Regions from separate parts of the Arachis hypogaea genome. Here region 2 is linked to region 1. A link is a contact called in public Hi-C data. All regions are on one chromosome and are shown on one strand. The core of a region is the stretch at or near the end of the contact, and the rest is flanking DNA. Distances in the headings are between cores, read along the strand shown. Region 1 holds the start of LOC112706113 (small ribosomal subunit protein uS13c). Region 2 has its middle 7.7 kb from the start of LOC112706116.

Region 1 (2,741 bases), core at 74-2,573:
GTGGGCACTGTCGAAGTGTCTAGTGTCTAGAATTGAATAGAAATGATTCGAAAATACCGCTGGAAAATCATGAAGAGTTACCATGTTGTATACAGAAGGAACTTTAGAAGACATAGTTTAGAAAGCTATGGTTAAGAATTTCTTATGTTCTGAATTCTCTAGTGCAAACATTAACAGACTACATTATTTTCAGATTTACTATCAAGCTGCAAGATGAGCCTAAGAACAGAAACATAGGGGAGAAAACAATTGTAAATGTACTAACCGAGCAGCTGCTAAAACATTGAATATACTAAAAGGAAAATTACTTTCTCACTATGCCTATTATCAAATAATCTGATGCATTAAATAATTGATTACACAATTACACTCCAATAGTAAAACTGCATTTTGAAGAATGCATTCAAATTACTCGATTGTCCCATGCAAATCAGGTATATAAGCTAGTAATAAGTATTCTACAAAATAAGCACATATTAAACAGAATGCAGCATTGCTAATAAGAAATTACAAGGAATTAAATTGTACTCACAGAATTGATCACTTCTTCTTCTTGCCAGCAATAGCAACCTTCTTACCCTTCAAGGTCCTGCAATTGTTCTTTGTACGTTGTCCTCGGCAAGGAAGACCCTGAATATGCCTTATTCCTCGGTAGCACTGAATCTCCTTCAGTCTCCTTATATTCAACGCATTAAACCTCCTCTGATAAAATCAATAAACACATCAATAACCTAAACGTTTCTTCTTAATTAACGCAGTTGCTTAAACGAAAGGAAACTAACCAAATCGCCTTCAATGACGTATTTGGAGACTTCATCCCTAAGAGTGATGAGTTCCTCTTCGCTGAGATCCTTAGTGACCTTGTTGTCCATGCTAATATCGCAGAGAATCTTGCGAGCTCTGCTTCTCCCGATTCCATGGATGTACTGTAACGAGAACTCGATCCTCTTGTTGTTCGGAATTTCCACTCCGCCAACACGAGCGCACTCTATGCTTAACCCTCTCACCTGAACACACAAATTTAAAGATAAACAAAAAAATTTCAAAAAATGTAGGTGGAGTTTGATTTATGTTACCTTGGGAGGGTTGAGAACGGGGAAGGAGACGGTTCTCGAAAGAGGTTTAGGGTTTGAGATTAGGGCGAGGGAGGGAGATACGGGCATTGCTAGCGTTTGTGCCATGCTTGAGTTGTTCTTCTCTTTCTCTGCTGCTACTAACTCCAATCATCTTCATATTTGATAGTTACTCATATCTTTATCCAATTATTTCCATCTCTTCCTTACCCGAATGTTTGGATCCGAAATTCAATTTTCTTTTTTCAGTTAAGGCCTATTGGGCCAAACTAATTGTCTTATGACTTGTGCTTCTTGGGCCAACTATTTTTGGGGAATGGAAAACCCTAATCGTATAGCATACGGGATTTGAATGGATAGATTCTTATTTTCTTTTTTTCTTTCCTGAAAAATGAAAGAAAAAAAAAGAGAGGGGTTGGGTTGGTTTTGGAAAATGGGGAGTGGGAAGAAGAAGATAAGGGGGTTAATGTTATTGGTATGAATTCTGCTAAGAGTCAATGGAATATTTGTATAATGTGTATATTGAGCTATTTATTTGGCCCAATATGAGTTAAAAAATAAACATTCAAGATAAAATACTACTAATTTCTCAAACACAATAGACACATACTATCTAGAATAACCATCTAAGTACCATGGATAATAAACATCTGCTATCCTACTGAATCGAACATCCATATACCCCATTGTACACATTGTACATATACTCCATTGGCTCCCTATACTTCCTCTATTGGTATTAGTTGGTGGGTGCGACGATCGGTGGTGGCAACGGAAACTGGAGCGTTGCGCGGGATCAGAGATCTTTCCCTTCCCCCCAGCGAACACATACTTCCACTGTTCTGTCCGCCGCTAAGGATAGGGAAGGAGTCCTCGGCGGTGCCATAGCTTTCCCCAGCTTGGCGCAGCATCAGTTCCTCCGTAATCACCTTTGGCGGCCGTGCAGATCGTCGTCGTTCCCTCTCTCATGAGTGTTTCGCGTTGCTTTGGTGTAAAATATTTTGGACGAAAGGTTTAATCTATTTGAAAAGGGGTAGGGGAGGGAATAGTGTTTCAACGTCGTTGTTAGAGTGGGTAGTGTTGGAATCCTTTTCATTGTTTTCGGGCTTAGGTCTTGGTCTGGACAGGTCCTCATGACCCGGATCCGTCCAAAAAACCAAAAAATAAATGCATAGAGATTAGGTGAGTTTTAACCTTCACCTGGTAGGATAAGGTGAAGCATTCACCCAGTGCTGTCACACTTCCATTGTCAACACGTAGCACAAATTTTAGTGGCGTGGCAAAAATTTCCCTGCTTTGCTACCAGGAAACTTGTTTATAGGTTTATAGGTTTATTCCCCTAGACGTGGGGTTTATTTCATAAATAAGAGAAGTTTGTGTTGAATTTTGGACCAATAAAAAATGTATTAGAATTTTTTTAAAAAGTGTATTGGGCCTTCAATTGTTAACAAACTATAGTTAATTGTGTTTGAAGGCCACATGCTGAGAGTATGCAAGGCCCTATTTATGCAAGCCTTTAGATCCATTAAGTTGAATATATATTTGTAGTTCTGCCTCTGAGAATTGAATTTTTTTAGTTCCACTCCACTGTACATTAAGTGAGTTGTACAAGGATAGAATAAGATGGATGAAAATCTTAAAACATTTTTTCTTCTTTGCTGTAACCAA
Region 2 (2,741 bases), core at 98-2,597, 45 kb after region 1:
CTCACATGCCCATTGATGGATGTTTTGTTTAATAAATTGTCGGATGGTTATTGTAATTCTTACTAGGATGGTTAGTTTAAGTATATATAATTAGCAATTGCTAGATGTTCATTTCATTAGATAGCCGGATGGTCATTTTTAATAACTACCTGAATGATTGTTTGTTGGATTTAGATCTATCTCAAATTTTCCAGATGTCGCAAGGTTGGTGTCCGACGGGTGAGAGCTCGATGATGGATGGGGATGGCTGGCATAGAGCGACGGGGCCGACGAGATCAGCGGCAAGGATTATGACGGTATGAAAAGAGAAAGATGACGGTGGTTGAAAATGACCCTGATGTTGGCTTCCAGCTCGGGAGAGAGAGACGAGCGGGGCATGCCGGATGCATGACAGAGAGGATGAGCCCTCTACGATGTTGGCTGCCAGCAAGGGAGAGACAAACACGCGACGGGGATAACTTGCCCTCTGCGATGATGGATGCCGCCGAGTGAGAGAGAGACGCGCGACGGGGATGACGGGCCCCTCCGCGATGTTGGCTGTCGGCGAGGGAGAGAGAAACGCGCAGGGGAGGGGCTATAGGGGGCGACAATGATGGTCAGTGAGAGAGTTTCTAACGCCGGTGAGGTGGAATGATTGATGAGGGTGGGGTGGCAAATGGTTTGGGGAGAAGAAGGTGTTTAGGTGAAATGCGTTGGTAAATTAGAGTTTGGGATGGTTAATTATTTAAAATAACTGGGTGAATTTTTTTATTTAGGTAATTTGGGGAATGTTTGTTACCTTTTTTTTGTATTGAACTAAAGTTGAAGCCTATTGTTCACATTATTCGGATTCCTTATGGTCTCCCTAGCAAAATTGTAAAAATATTTTTTGGAACTCATGGTAACCAAAAACCCAAAAAGGTTAAAAAACAACATCAATCACCAACAAACATTACTCAGTTCATTTTTTATTTTGGGTCATTTTGACATTTTTGTTACATTTATGAATCAATTTATTTGAATATATATAATTTTTTGGTTGTATACAATATCTTTCAGTCTGACAGATTAAGAATTAATCCGTCGTAAATTGGAGTTCTATTTAAAAGTTTACTGGCAGCATACACAAGATGAAATTCGAATTCCTGATAGTTATTTAAATAGACTAGTAAACTAACCACTAAACCAACTCAAATTGGTTAACTTATCTACATATATATTACTCCATCATTATTCATTAGTTTTTTTCTTATTTTGGACTTGAGAGAACACATGGTCAAAGAAAAAGTACACTGCTTAAAAGGTTTACCCATTTAAAAAACTTATCACGGATATAAGAGCTACAACCTTCTATTCCGCGAAAAAATGTACAACCTTTACCAAAGAGTTATAACTATCCAGCTCAATAGAAAAACTGCAGAAACATTGCTAGAACATTCTAAAGAAAAAAGGTCTACAATAGTGACAAAAATATTGCCAGTGTCCACGTTCCGAGAAGAAAAAAATGAAATAAAAAACTTTGCAATCTTTATTTCTCTTGTTTTTCAATGGGGCTTAGGCCCAAAAAAAATACACATTAATGATCTTATTTTAAGCTTCAATCTGCAATAAATTAGGACTTAAAAAAAAAAGAAGCAAAAACCTAATAAATCTTAGGATCAACTTTATGTAGTACAATTTAATTCCAAGATAGTACAACAAAAAACCTTAACTCCTAAGATTTTTGTTGACCAAAAACAAGGACCAAAATTCATTGTTAATTTGTTACAAATGTCTTAAGGCCTTAATCTCCATGGCTTTAGCTTCCTTCTTAGCCATTCTATGATATACAAGAATGAAGATTTTACATACATTTTCTTAATATAAAGAGATTCTATCTACATTTGCTTAGTATATTCCGAATACAGCATCACATTCTAAAATCAATATCATTAACTTCTATTTGCTTCCTTATCTCAAAAGCGGTGATGTTTTTATTTCCCTCGTTTGTCCATCGAATAATGTTGATAGTTTTCTGAGGAACAAAAACCAAATCCATCATAATGACGGCGTCAAAACAAATCATAGAAAAGAAGAAACAGAAATAGACTACCCAAGACAAAAATACAAGTAGGGTTGTAATAATAACAGTGTACAAAGAATTAGTGAAACCTCGTTCAACAAGGAAACAATCACATGGTTTCATCAAAACAAAGCCAAATTCCACACTCGGCTATGATCGTCGTGCGCAGCTTCTCGCTCACTCTTGACAGCTTCGAAACCATGCACTTACACACTCCAAAAAGATTCGATCACCCCATTCAGTTACAAATAAAAAACAAGGTTATTAACTTCTTTTTTCTCTCTTCTATTTTTTGTTTTGATAAACTAATATTATCAATCAATCCGAATAGTTTGTTGCTCCACATATCGTTTCTCTAGCCATATTTTCTAAACGAACCAGAGCCAATTCAAATTGATCTTGTAAGAGATCTGTTACGGAACGAATACCTTTATTTTTTGCATGGAACGAAGGTTTATTTTTATTTTAGAAAAAAACATGTTGGATCATGCATCTTCTATAATATTTAAAAAAATTAAAAGTGACCAATTGATTCACACCGGATATCTATGCCATTGATCATCGACCAATACTAACTATATTAATTCATATAGTTATGTTCTATTAAGTAGAATAAAGATAAAATAGAAATTGACTTTTTAGTTGGAGAGATGACTGAATGGTTGATAGCCTCGGTCTTGAAAACCGGTATAGTTCACAA

The links. Hi-C and Micro-C count contacts between places; a contact is called where the count stands out from the background.
Region 2: a Hi-C map of an unstated tissue shows a contact between it and region 1, with 8 times the contacts expected there. The contact joins the enhancer-like site here to the promoter of LOC112706113 in region 1. A contact is called at or near these places in 5 of 8 Hi-C or Micro-C datasets (leaf and an unstated tissue).

The regions. Positions count from the first base shown.
Region 1 is chr8:11,663,557-11,666,297 of arahy.Tifrunner.gnm2.J5K5, forward strand. It overlaps LOC112706113 (small ribosomal subunit protein uS13c), which reads right to left and starts at 1,324. Exons shown (of 3, transcript XM_025757241.3): 1 at 1,077-1,324; 2 at 783-1,007; 3 at 325-702. The coding sequence starts at 1,181. The coding sequence ends at 541.
Region 2 is chr8:11,708,469-11,711,209 of arahy.Tifrunner.gnm2.J5K5, forward strand. No RefSeq gene overlaps it. Among protein-coding and RNA genes, the nearest start is that of LOC112706116, 7.7 kb to the right of the region's middle. Within about 2 kb of position 1,348, at least 3 of the 3 cell types and tissues checked have open chromatin away from gene starts, as enhancers often do.